Linked DNA regions of Mus musculus: region 2 is linked to region 1. Evidence: chromatin contacts called from public Hi-C data. All regions are on one chromosome and are shown on one strand. The core of a region is the stretch at or near the end of the contact, and the rest is flanking DNA. Distances in the headings are between cores, read along the strand shown. Region 1 overlaps Arhgef26 (Rho guanine nucleotide exchange factor (GEF) 26). Region 2 holds the start of Dhx36 (DEAH (Asp-Glu-Ala-His) box polypeptide 36).

What was found. Hi-C and Micro-C count contacts between places; a contact is called where the count stands out from the background.
Region 2: a Hi-C map of the G1E-ER4 cell line shows a contact between it and region 1, with 3 times the contacts expected there. The contact joins the promoter of Dhx36 here to the enhancer-like site in region 1. A contact is called at or near these places in 3 of 39 promoter capture datasets (the C10 cell line, embryonic stem cells and hippocampal neurons), 1 of 15 datasets of contacts at CTCF or cohesin (CD8 T cells), 105 of 484 Hi-C or Micro-C datasets (the AML12 cell line, the AtT-20 cell line, B cells and 57 more), 9 of 115 datasets of contacts at active chromatin or transcription factors (the SCID.adh cell line, embryonic stem cells, epiblast stem cells and 3 more) and 4 of 9 other capture datasets (adipose tissue, embryonic stem cells, liver and 1 more).

What each region holds. Positions count from the first base shown.
Region 1 is chr3:62,459,274-62,465,888 of GRCm38.p6, reverse strand. It overlaps Arhgef26 (Rho guanine nucleotide exchange factor (GEF) 26), which reads right to left. Exons shown (of 14, transcript NM_001081295.1): 13 at 6,175-6,279; 14 at 3,668-5,685. The coding sequence ends at 5,543. Among named protein-coding and RNA genes, the nearest start is that of Dhx36, 44 kb to the left of the region's middle. Within about 2 kb of position 1,443, at least 6 of the 459 cell types and tissues checked have an H3K27ac peak or open chromatin away from gene starts, as enhancers often do. A contact at or near this core is called in the G1E-ER4 cell line, extraembryonic ectoderm and intestinal villus epithelium, where this site is marked.
Region 2 is chr3:62,502,882-62,510,084 of GRCm38.p6, reverse strand. It overlaps Dhx36 (DEAH (Asp-Glu-Ala-His) box polypeptide 36), which reads left to right and starts at 3,097. Exons shown (of 25, transcript NM_028136.2): 1 at 3,097-3,367. The coding sequence starts at 3,146.

The sequences.
Region 1 (6,615 bases), core at 194-2,693:
TTTAACTCACTTGGATAAACCCAAGCAAGGCCTGTGATTGTGGTAGGGATTATGTGGCAGAAACTGCCAGATTGCCTTCCCAAGGCCTTACTGCATTTCACCTAGCAGTAAGATTTCCTGTTTCGTTCCCTCATGAAGGTCTTGGGTTATTAGGGTCTTACCTTTCAGTATTTTGCTTAGGTCCTTTGTTAACAGGGTCTCATTATATTGACCTGGCAGGCTTGGAACTCAGAGGTCTGCTTCTCCTGTGTTGAGATTGGGATTATAGATTTATACAGCTGTGCTAACCATGCTGTCCCCTTCTAGCTGTTTGAGTGTGCCTAAGGATATTTGGTCTATAGCTCTGACATCCAAGAGTTGATTTTTTTCCCCCTAGGTTTGTGTGTTCTGTGTGTGTGCTCTGGTGAGCTACCCAGATCTTTTGTGTTGTATAAAATTAAAATCATTCCTGGACTTTGAGTTAAAATTTAAAAGTTCCTGGTACAAATTGGAATGAACAACTCATTATATTTCATTTACTAAAACAATTTTTTATTTTAAATATACTTTGACCATATTCTTCACCTCCCTCAAAACCTTCCAGCTCCTCTCTCCCTTCTCGCCCACTGAACTTTCTCCAAACAAACAAGAAACAAAAACCCAGTACAACAACAAAGAACCAACCCCAAAAGCCAAGAACACCCCACCACCAAAAAACAAAACAACAAACAAACAAAAAACCCAAAACTCCACCAAACTAACACAAGCTGTGCAGTCCATTATGCTGGTCAAGTACTTCTGAACATGAGGCCTGTCCTGGAGAGGCTGATATATCTGGTATCATTCCATTGGAGAAAACTGATATTTTTCCCCCTGCCAGCAGGTATAAGAGACAGTTCAGTTGTAAATTTCTACCCTAGTGAGTAGGTTTTCTTTCAGTCATTCATTCATTTAAAAAATACGACAATATAAGCTAAAAACTATCACATGGAAGTTAGACAAGACAAACCAACAGAAGAAAAAGAGCAAGAATCAGAGACCCACTCATTCACATTCAGGAATTCCATCAAAACACTAAACTGGATGTTTATCTATGTAAAGGACCTACCGAGTAAAACCTCGAACTTGCTGCTTCAGCCTGAGTTTATATGAGCTTTATGTTGATTTTGAGGGCCTTGTTTCTGTTATTCGCAAGTTGCATGTACCCAAAGACTACCAAGGAGCCAATTCTGGTGTAAAACATGTAAGGGTCTTTATTACGAGCCCTACAGCAAGGTCTCCCACTGTCCCTGTTGCAGTGGGTCAGAGTGAACCCTGAGTCTAGAGGTTCAGGCTTTTGGTTGGGGAATTTCCATACGGGTCAGCAAGTTCCTATTTTAAACACTGCATTTCTGGTGTAATCTACAGGAACCAAACATGATGGTCAGGTTATCTATCCTCTGCAGGATATCTTAGGTTATCTCAATGTACCTTGGTCCTGCTATTGCAGCCTGACTGGTTGTTGCTAAGTGGGTTGCCATAGGATGTTTGCTCAGGTGGACTCTCTGATTTTCTTCCTGGAATTGGTCTCTCACAAAACGGGCTTTCTCCAAAAAGGAGTTGACTGGACTTTACAGTTTCCTTGGTGTCCTCCATCCCTTCTGGCTCTTACACACTTCCTGCCTTATCTTTTGTGGGGTTCCCTGAGCTCTGAGGGAAAGAGATATCCCATTTAGGACTGAGTGTTCCAAGGTCTCTCACTGTCTGCCTAATGTCTGGCTGTCGGTCTCTCTCATTGTTCCCATCTGCTGCACAAGGAAGCTTCTCTGATGATGGATGAACAAGGCACTGATCTATGAGTGTAGCAGAATGTCATTAGGAGTCTTTTCCTTTATCCATGATAGACTTGCAAAACTTTCTCACTCTCTGAGGCTTTTTAGGGAAATTCTGATAAAGCCAAGTTTACCAAGTTTTCTTCTGTTGATTAAACCTTTGATGTTGTCTTCATCACCAAAACCAAGGTCACCTACTCTTTCCTCTGGTATCTGAAGAAGTAAAAAGCTTTGCATTTTACTTTTGGGTCTAAGTTAATGCAGATGTCTACTTGTAAGCACAGATTTAACCTTCCATTAGCATGCAGGCATTATCTTTATTCAGACCTTTTATCTTAAGGTTCGCTTACTTAATGCTGATATACATGTAGATGCTGAGTATTTATCCTGTTTCTGTGTCTGCAGGAAATGTACTCAGCTGGAAGGAACCCCTCTGCCCAAGATCACTCTCCCTTCCTAGTACAGCTTACTTCCTAAACTGGTTGAATCACCTCCTTCATCTCCTGTGGCAATATTCCCTTCCTCTAGGACTCCATTTAAGTCTTTATAATCTCCATGGTTACTTCCTCTGTGATTTTTTTTTTTTTAATAGTTTCCTCTAGCTTCTCTTCCAATTTCCTTGGGATCTTGTTTAACTGTCTAATCTCATGGTTAACTATATAATTTCTAGTTGTTTTAGTTTTGTTTAAATTTCTGTAGTTACCAGTTTCCATTTTAAAGTGTGGCATTACCTCCACAAATAACATTCATGAATATTCCTGTAACCTGATTGTTTTAGGATTCAGTGTCTCTGGGTTGGTTATTTTGTCAGTGTCCTCTCTCTCTCTGAGTCTTTGCTGTACCTATGGCCACTTGCTTATAGAAATAACTGAGTTCAGGTGGTATTTGTTTGCACCAATGAGGTTTTGGTTTTCTTCTGCTAATGTTAAGAGTCCATTGAGCAAACCTTGTCTTTCAGGACCATATTCCCATTCATTCCAGAGTAAGCTCCTGAGGGACAAGGGACTCGACCCACAAAAGTTGCACATACTACACTCTGACTTGCATTCTTAAACTGCAAATCAAAGGAGCTGAGCTTTTCTGTGGCCTCCCAGAGCTCTGGACCAAGGGAGCACAGGATAACGTATTCTGCTACTTACTAGAAATGGTATGCCCATCGCTCTTCATCCCAGGCAAGCAGAGTAGAAAGATAGCAAAGATGTCTTAGACTATTGAATTATAGTACAAAAAGATCCGAAGGGCATTTGCTGTTATAAAGTTGGAAGTATCTAGCATTTTAAGGTTTTATGGTGGCTGCTGAAAGCAGAATTGTAAGATAGCTCTGCTAACCTCCACCTCCCAGTTGTTTTATTTTACGTTGCACAGCCAAGGAAATGTACAGATCTAACCAAAGAATAAAATTACTTCTGAAACATTCATTAGCCTACTTAAAACAACAACAACAACAAAAAGCTAATCATCTTGAGTTGAAATTATTCCATGAGCCTAATTTAATCATGAATCCTTCAAAGGGGCGTTTTCTCCCTTGGACAGCATGAACAGGGAGTTAAATTCCAAGTCCTAGTAATAAGCATTCTATTGCTGCCTTGATGACTGAAGGATAATGTAACACTTGCAGCCAGGTACCTGGGACTTCTGACTTTTCAAATGTAAGATTCTACACAGACACTGAGTATTGCTTCCAGTCACTCATTTTATGGCAATCTTATACAGCAATGGGAAACTGATATAGAAGGGTATGGGGTTTTTCTTCTACCATGATTTACTAGGTGATAAAATTGCATAAGCACAGAAACAGTAGAAAAGCACCTGTTTCCTAGGGTAGCTGATGCCAACACACACCCGAGACAAGATGAGTCTTCTATAATGCTAGCTATAGGTAACTTCAGTATAGCTTTTATTTAACCACAAATCCCCCAAGCCACAAACTCCATACCACGAGTAAATCAAATTACACCAGCACAGAAAGAAGTTATAAAGTCTTTATAAATTCACAAGCTTTGTTGAAAGTGTACAAGCAGTTTCAATTTATTGGAACAAAAGTAACATTTCTGGTTTTGCAGGAGTGAAGTCACACTGTACATTTCAAAGAAGGCATTAAAAAATGTTAAAAACAATCACAGTTGAAGTGAAACAACTGTGACCATTAAATACCTGCTATACAGGAACACTTTAGTAAGTGTTCAGCTGCTTGATTTAAAGGATGCATATTTCCACACTGTTTAACACTTATAAATTAATTCACAGGATCATAGTATTACTTTATAGCTCCAAATGGGTATTAGCAAAAAAATAATACAAAATGACTCCTCTTTCAAGCAACACCTTCTGCTTCAAGTAAAACATGAAATTAAACTACAACATGTTAGTACTTCTAAAAAGTTTGTGACATTGAAGAGGAGACAGATTTCCTGTTTTATAATCCTGGGACATCTCTTGCTGTGGACTACTGCTATTGCTTCATTCATGTACTTACTCATACCTCCAAGGACTCAGGGCCTGGAATGTCTTTTGCAAGGAAAGGCATCCCAGAAGTGAGACGTGTCTGGGAGCCCTATTCTGGTTTACTGCTGAGGTGGATGGGCTTCTGGGTATGAGCCAAGCACACTTACATACTGGGCTTCTGGAATCTTATGCTTTGGGTGTGTTTAGACAGGAGTAGGGATATGGGACAAAGATCTGAGGCAGCTGATAAGATCTATATAGATTTTGCATGGTATACAGAATAGAGGGGTTATAGCAACCAATGAAAATATTTCCCATGTCAGTCTTTCAAACCTTCATGACCTTTTAATAAACTGTAGTATACTACATTGTCTCTCCTTGTCCTAGTCAGAAGATAATGTCTTTTTGGAACTCATAGCTAAGAGAGACTCCAAACCCATCTACCAGGTATTTAATGCAATGAATTCCTGCTAACATCAAAATATTTCAAGCAAGTACCTTGTTGGTATCTTGATACTATCTAAGCTTAATTTTCTCTTTCTGAAGATTGTTAATGTATGTTCCAGCCATTTTCAATTGAAAACAAGCAGAACTGTCAGGAACCATGTGTTACTGAAGGCAGAGCAATCTTATGTCAGCTCTTTAGCAGTTGACCCATAATATCCTGTCTTCAGGATGTTCTCACATACGTGAGCTGGAAATCCCATGTCATTTTAGTAGCTTAAGGTTGCAATGCTGTAGTTATCTAAGAACAATATTGAATGAGATGGATTTTTAAAAATCCTCACTAGGTGGTGCCTCACCTTCCTTCTATTAAGGAAAATGGTGGCAGAGTTCAAGTGTCAATTTCCCTTTCGTAGAAAGAGGTTTACAAAACATGACAGCTCACCTACCGAACTACTATTAGTTCCTTGTGGAATTAACAGCATTAGGCTAAGACACAAAAAGTATTTACAAAATGGACAATCTCAAAGACAAACTTGCTGGTGCTGTGAGACCATACAAAGGAGAAACTCATGCGGAAGAGCAATGGTCTAAGTGAAGTGGGGACAGAGAGGCCAAGATACATCATCTTAGGAAACAGTGGAAATGGTAGGAGCCACAATTGTTGTCATCCTTGGACGCAGATGTTTTCAGGAGCATCATTATGCAAAAGCTGAGCTTTGTGGACTCAGTGCATCTGGTAGCTGTTCTTCCAAAGTGCAGAATGGCTTGGCAAGCTTAGAGGCAAGTGTTTCCATCCTTTTAATTAAGCAGACTGTAGTAACTGTAATATTAAGTCTCCATTCTATTGGCCATCTGAGAGGTTACACGTTGGTTTCCAGTCCTAGCAATCGTCCCATCCTCTCCACATTCTTATCAATAGTAGCTTGACATGTTATCTCCTTGGCACATTCCATTGGAAACCAGCCCCTCTCTCCATCTCGAAGTCGTTCCCCTTCATACCAGCCTGCAAGAAAAAAGCAGGCTGCATCAGACAATGTCTGCAGGTATTGTTCCATGCCAGCTTACTCTGAAGAGATGCTCATTCAGAGGTCACTTTCTTCCATGGACTGGATACCATGGGTAATAATCAAGAAGAAACTTCAGTGCAATAGATGCCTGTTAAAGTCAAAATACTTAATGTGAAGTAGGACAAGGTTGCAAGAGCGAATGATGGGTGCACCAGAGACTGGGCATGAGCAAAAGCTCTGAGGGACGAGACTATGAGAGCTGCTTGAGCTCAGAAAGGGAATCCTTTGGGCAGGAGCCCCATTCAATGGGGCATGAATTGTCAGGAGCCGGGTTAAGAACAAGAGGAAAGTGGAGGCTGTCTTGGAATAGAGAGGCTAAAGCATCGCTATGTCAGGATATGGAGTTCCCGGCCAAATGAAACTCTTTGGACTTGAGGCTCTGTGAGCACCAGTCCACCAGTTCCTATGAGAACAGTCCTACTCACCATCGCCAACACGCTGATAAATGAGGACCACGTCTGCCACCTGCAGGGAAAGTTCATCAGGCTGTTTGGCAGTAAAAGACCTAATGATTTCCACCTGGGTCAGGGCTGTGGAGGAAAAGGGACATTCTGAGCTTCAGGGGCTGAGAAATCTTGTACAAAGCAGCAGTATGCATTCACTCACTGGGCTCTGTGGTTTCAGGGCTGGGACTGGTGGTCTGAGCTGGGCTCCTACGGGAAATTAAAGAAGCCTCGTGCCTGGTTTTAAATGTTGGGGTCAGGAGGACTCTTATGATGCATGGAGATGCTCAACAGTAGCAGGAGTCATTCAATGTGTTACACGGAGAAATGGAGGTGAGAGAGGAAGTGGCAGGCCAAGATTATACAACTCATACCATCTGCAATGCCCGGAGCTTTATCTACAGTTACCCTATCCTATCAGGA
Region 2 (7,203 bases), core at 1,848-4,347, 43 kb before region 1:
GAAAATGGAGATGATGAGGACATCCTTGGAATAGACAGGAGATGTGCACGTTTTGTAGGCATGGTGCTAACTTCTAGTCTCCAGTGAAGATCCAGTCTTCCCTGACTCTCCTAGCAAGATTAGGATCAAAAATTTTGGGGAGACTCTGTCTGCCTTTACATAATAAAGATTTCAAAAACTCAGATGCATTTACTCAAAACACTTTTAGGTCACAGTGGATTAATTTGGATCACTTCCTGGCCTAATAGCAATATCCATACACATACCTTTATTTTTCTTTACAAAACAAACAAACAAACAAACAAACAAACAAACAAACAAAACACCAAGCACTTAAAAACTCCTATCTGGCCAGGCAGTGGTGGTGCACGTCTTTGTTCCCAGCACTTGGGAGGCAGGGGCAGGCAGATTTCTGAGTTCAAGGCCAGCCTGGTCTACAGAGTGAGTTCCAGGACAGCCAGGGCTATACAGAGAAACCTTGTCACAGAAAAACCAACAACAACAATAACAACAACAACAACAACAAAAACCCTTCTATCTGCCGTTTTTTTGTAGCTTTTGCTTTTGTTGTTGGTCAAGCATCTCCATCACCTTTAAATCAGATGTCTAAATAAAAACCTTTGGTGAAAATTAAAACCAAGCGGTTAAATCACTCAATTGCTTTATAACAGGTGGCACAAGGCACTGACTAGTCTTGTTAATAATCAGCACATGGCTTCAAATCAGTGTGTGAATCTTAAACTGTGCTTTATATTTCTCAAGTGTCCTGCCTTGAATTCTGGAACATATACCTATTTTATGCTATTAGATATGATAAGTAAGTAAAGATTATTTTTAAATAAAGTAAAGTAAAAGTAAAGATTAAAGTAAAAGTAAAGTAAAGATTATTAAAGATAAAGTAAAGTAAAGATTATTTTTTTTATTTATTTACATTCCAGTCATCGCCTCCCCTCCTGCTTCCCCTCTCCCACAGTTCTTCATCCCATTCCTCCTTTCCCTTGCCTCCAAGAGGACAGTCCCCTCAAGACTACCCACTTCCCTGGGGTCTCAAGTCTCTGGAGGATTAAGCACAACTCTCACTGAAGCCAAACCAGGCAGACCTCTGCTATATCTGTGCCAGGGGCCTGTGCTTGGCCCATGTATGCTCCTGGTTGGTGGCTCAGTCTCTGGGAGCTCCCTGGGTCCAGGTTAGTTGAGACTGCTGTTCTTCCTATGGGGCCATCCTGTCTTCATCTTCTTCAGTCCTTCTTCTAATTCAACCACAAGGGTCCTCAACTTCAGTTCAATGTTAGGTGTAAGTATCTGTGTTTGTCTCAGTTCACTGCTGGTAAGGCCTCTCAGAAGATAATCATGCCAGGCTCCTGTCTGTAAGCACATCATAGATCAGAAATAGTGTCAGGCCTTGTTGCTTGGAGCCCAAGTTGGGACGGTCATTGGACTGACTTTCCTTTTGTCTCTTATCCATTTTTGTCCCTGCAGTTCCTTTAGGCAGGAACAAATCTGGGTCAGAAAATTTAACTGTGGGTTAGTAACCCAGTCCCTCTTCTTGAGACCCTGTCTATCTACTGGAGGTAGTAGTCTCTTTAAGTTCCCTCTCCTCACTTTTGGGCATTTTGGCTAAGGTCACCCACATTGAGTCCTGAGAGTCTCTCACCTCCCCGGTCTCTAGTACTTTAGTACTTTCTAGAGACCCCCGCGCCCCTCCCATCCCCTTGGCTGCTTATTTCCATTCATTCTCCTGGCCCTCTGGGCTTCTCTCCTGCTCACCCACCCAATACTTTATCCTGTTTCATTTTCCCCTCCCCCTTCCATTCGGCTACCTCCATCCCTCTGCCCCCATGATTATTTTCTTCCCCCTTCTAAGTGGGATTGAAGCATCCTCATTTGAGCCTTTCTGCTTGTTAAACTTTAAGTACTGTGGATTGTATCCTAGGTATTCTGTACTTTTTTAGTTAATATCCACTTATCATTGAGTACGTACCATGCATGTCCATTTGGGTCTGGATTACTTCGATGATCAGGATATTTTCTTGTTCCATTCATTTGCATGCAAAATTCATGATGTCCTCATTTTTAATAGCTGAATAGTATTCCACTGAGTAAATGAACCACATTTTCTGTATCCATTCTTTGGTTGTTTCCAGCTTCTGGCAATTACATATAAGGCTGTTATGAACATAGTGGAGCACATGTCCTTGTGGTATGGTAGGACATCTTCTCATATATTCACAAGAGTGGTATAGTTGGGTCTTCAGGTAGAACTATTTCTAATTTTCTGAGGAACTGCCAGATTAGATACAAGTAACCTATGACAGCCTCAAACTCATTATACAGCTAAGGGTCAAATTCTGATTTATCATCTTCCATCTGCTGTTTGCTGAGATTGCATACCTGCACCACAACACCGTTTATACTGTTTGGGATTAAAACCATGCCAGGCAAGCACTCTTATCAATTGAGCTGACACCCAAGTTCCAGGATTAAAGTTTTTTTTTTTTTTTAAGATTTATTTATTTTATGTATATGAGTTTACTATAGCTGTTTTCAGACACACCAAAAGAGGGTATGGGATTTGATTATGGATGGTTGTGAGCAACCATGTGGTTGCTAGGAATTGAACTCATGACTTCTAGGAGGAGCAGTCAGTGCTCTTAACGGCTGAGCCGTCTCTCCAAGCCTAGTATTAGAGAGTCTTTAAAGAAGGTATTTGGGTGCGTATATTTGACTGAAAGAGGTGCCAGGCGTTTTCTAAGAAATAAGAACTTCTTTGGTCTTTGAGGACAGAGTACACAATGGTCGATGGTTTTGTTGGGTATGTATTTGCATGGCTTTGCAAATAAGTTCTAGGTTTAACAAAGTAATTAAAATTCACTCAAATTTCCACATTTTCTCAGGCTAGTTTAAATTCCCCGCCATCCGAAGGACGCCCACCCAGGAGCTAAGTTTCTGGCCAGAACACGAACCGCGGCTCACACCGCTGGCGCCGTCCGTGACGTCACCGGAAATGTCTGCTTGTGACACTCAACGTCCCGCCCTCTCGCGCTGGGCGCCGGAAGCAAAGCAGAGGGGAATGTGCGCCCGCTTCCGGGCCCGGACGCCATTTTCAGCGGTTGAGTTTTGGCAGAGCTGCTAGTCGGCTCCGACAATGAGCTACGACTATCATCAGAGCTGGAGCCGCGATGGGGGCCCACGGGGCTCCGGCCAGGGCTCCAGCGGCGGCGGCGGCGGAGGGAGCCGGGGCTCGGGCGGCGGCGGAGGGGGCCGCGGCGGCCGGGGCCGGCATCCCGCACACCTTAAGGGTCGCGAGATCGGCCTGTGGTACGCCAAGAAGCAGACGCAGAAGAACAAGGAGGCTGAGAGGCAGGAGGTATGGAGGTCTCGTCAGGACGCGTTTGCTCTCCCTGGCGTTTGCTCGAGCTCGATGCAACCTCTGTCGAGCCCCGGGTAACGGGTCACCCGATGGGTTGCGCCTCCATCCCAAGCCATCACTGCTGCAGCCGATGCATGCTCTGTTTACGGACTTGAGAACTGAACTGAGGGTGAATGCTAAATTCAGACTCTAGCCAAGCCGACTCTTATTAGGGGATGCAATCATTTAGAATGCTTGCTGTCACCTTTAAGTTTTTTCCCCGAAGCAGCCAACAAAAGCATTAAAACACTGTCTTAAGTGTGTAGATCTTGGAGAAAAAAGTAGTTTAGGTAATAGTATTAGCATTAAAGTGAGTCATATGCTGGTCTTTTTTTTTTTTTTTTTCTCCCTTTCTGTTCTGAATTTTCTGTTGACTAGCAGCGCCTCTTTTAAGACTTATTGAAAGGAAGACGCTGTAGAGAAGTATTTGGCTAATTTCATCAGGAAATTGTCAGTTTGGTTTGTATCTTGAAGACCTGTAGTATAGGAAGCATCGTGTTTTTGTTGTCTGTTTTGTTTTGTTTTGTTTTGTTTTGTTTTGTTTTACCTGAGACAGGGTTTGTGTAGCCTTGGCTGTTCTGAACCTGCTCTGTAAATCAGGTTGGCCCTGAACACACAGAGATCCACCTACCTCCGAGATTAGAGGTGTGCACCACCAACCCAGCAAACATAATGGTTTTTGAGTGACCTGGTCTAAGTAACTCCATCATTGCGCAGAATCTTTAAGTGTTTGGACACTGTTTCATACATGCTTTTTTGAATGCTAAAGACCTTTGCATTCTAATAGGGGGAAAGAAATACCTAAACAAATAAGTTCAATAAGCGGATCTTTCCAGATATACACAGGACACACGTAACTTGTGCCCTGGATATTGATGCTACATAGTGCAGGCTGACCTTGTACTCCTAGTCCTCTTTTCATTCCCAGTGCTGGGATTTCATATGTGCACACCTCAGGGCTAGGCTTTTTTTATTAGTTGACCCCTTGATCCCAGTCCCATCCCCAAACTTCCACTTTAGCAAATGCCAGTGTTGTTTATTCACCTGCCATGTGGAAGTGAGCATTGATTTTTCTCTTTTCATTTTGGGAAATCTGTTTGCTCTGCTTTCTTGCTTATCTCTGCAGCAAGTATGGGTCAGACCTCTTAACTTGTTATTTGAATTATAGCCGCCCACCCCAGTCCCATTGTGGTCTCTTAAAACGTGATTCCTTAAGTGGTCTTTAGATCATTTTATTCTTTACTTCCCAACTTGTTTATTGAAGCCATGCAGCTTCTGCCTCTCATTGGTGTTGCCTGGGAACCATGTGATCTGGCTGTAACCTGTAACCCTCCTTGGGTTGATTTTTCCCAGCTCAAGCTCTGAGGCTGATGTAATCATTTATGATTTCTGCTCCTTATTACTTTTTTTTTTTTTTTTTTACCATTTTCCTCTCTAAAACGAGTCTTTGAATTATCTCTAAACATGGTTTTCAATTGGTATAATTCTTTTCAGCACTTTTGGCTTGATAAGATTTTTATCCTAGAATTTCCATCGCTTTTACATTCAAACAAGCCTCATGCTTGCAGATGAAAATACTCCAGTGGGTCCTCATAGTTCTTTCCATATATGTGTATGGCAAACTTACTATTATAGTACCTAATTTATAGAGATGATGTGTGCTAAGGGCCATAGACAGAATGCTATGTTACTAAATAGGAGGATATGGGCTTTCTAGTCAAATGAAAGGATCTTAAAAGATAGAGATAGTTAGCCGTTACTGGGCTACAAGTGAGGGCTTCTGGATGAGCAAGGCTTCGCAGCCTTTCTAATTCTGTGACCTTTTAATACAGTTCCTCATGTTTTGGTGACACCCCCCACCCCCATACACACATGCCTTAAATTTATTTGGTTGCTGTTTTGTAATTTTTTTTTTTTGCTCTTCTTATAAGTGTAATGTAAATGTCTGTGTTTTCCAGTGGGCTTACGAGACTCCTGTGAAAGGGTCGTTTGACATTAAGGGGTCTATGAGAGACGATGACCTAGAAACATCTTCACTAGATTTAGCATTTGGCATTGCAAGGGCCCGTGGATACTATTGAAATGAGGGTACATAATGAAAAGAATGGCCTAGTTCTGAAGTAGACCTATCTTGTTTCTCCAACTTGAATATGCATAGGATTCACCTGGCACCTAGTTAAAGTAAATGACCGGACAGAGCCAGAGAGTCTACTTCTCTAACAGACTTACACATGATGCCAGCGTTACTCGCCATGTAGGTCATTCCAGCTGTAAAGTGGGCAACACATAATTAGAGGAAGAGAAGACCGGGGAGAAAATTCAAGGGTGGAATACCCAGAGGTGGGGAGAAGGGCATGGAAATTGATAGTGGCAGGCAGTCGAATTCTGGAGACGAGGAAATGGAGCACTTGCCAGTAGGTTTGCTGGTGATGCTGAAAACTAGAACATAGCTTTAGGCCTGGGGAAACGAAACGGCGGGGATGATTTCACTTTGTATGTTTGGTGGAGAGGTTGGGCATTAATGACTGCTGATTTTCTGTTTGGGCCTTGAGCGCCAGATATTGTGAGAGGTTCTACCATTCATTATAGGATGGGCATAGCTTCTCTACAAAATCTGTAGAGATCCAGATTCAGGTTTCTGTTAATGATTAGTACAATTAGGAAAATCTCATCATTGCTTTAATTGACTTAAAAAGGTCCTCTTTTAACCTTGACTACCACAGGGACATAAAAGCACAGTCCATATACCATCTACCTAAGTTCCACTTAAATAATCCGTAATTCCTAAGGTTTCTTTATTCTCTTTTTAAACTATTTTATCTTTCAATTAATATGTGGACTTTTTCCTTCTTGAGTTCTTTAATCTAATAGGCTCATATTTTGACCACTCTTGATTCCCCATTGCCTGTGAATTCATGTGCACATGTTCTGAAGTAGACCTATCTTGTTTCTCCAACTTGAATATGCATAGGATTCACCTGGCACCTAGTTAAAGTAAATGACCGGACAGAGCCAGAGAGTCTACTTCTCTAACAGACTTACACATGATGCCAGCGTTACTCGCCATGTAGGTCATTCCAGCTGTAAAGTGGGCAACACATAATTAGAGGAAGAGAAGACCGGGGAGAAAATTCAAGGGTGGAATACCCAGAGGTGGGGAGAAGGGCATGGAAATTGATAGTGGCAGGCAGTCGAATTCTGGAGACGAGGAAATGGAGCACTTGCCAGTAGGTTTGCTGGTGATGCTGAAAACTAGAACATAGCTTTAGGCCTGGGGAAACGAAACGGCGGGGATGATTTCACTTTGTATGTTTGGTGGAGAGGTTGGGCATTAATGACTGCTGATTTTCTGTTTGGGCCTTGAGCGCCAGATATTGTGAGAGGTTCTACCATTCATTATAGGATGGGCATAGCTTCTCTACAAAATCTGTAGAGATCCAGATTCAGGTTTCTGTTAATGATTAGTACAATTAGGAAAATCTCATCATTGCTTTAATTGACTTAAAAAGGTCCTCTTTTAACCTTGACTACCACAGGGACATAAAAGCACAGTCCATATACCATCTACCTAAGTTCCACTTAAATAATCCGTAATTCCTAAGGTTTCTTTATTCTCTTTTTAAACTATTTTATCTTTCAATTAATATGTGGACTTTTTCCTTCTTGAGTTCTTTAATCTAATAGGCTCATATTTTGACCACTCTTGATTCCCCATTGCCTGTGAATTCATGTGCACATTATTAAGTATGGATTATAAAGAAGTTGAGGTTTGTAGGCTCATAATTTTGGAAGAA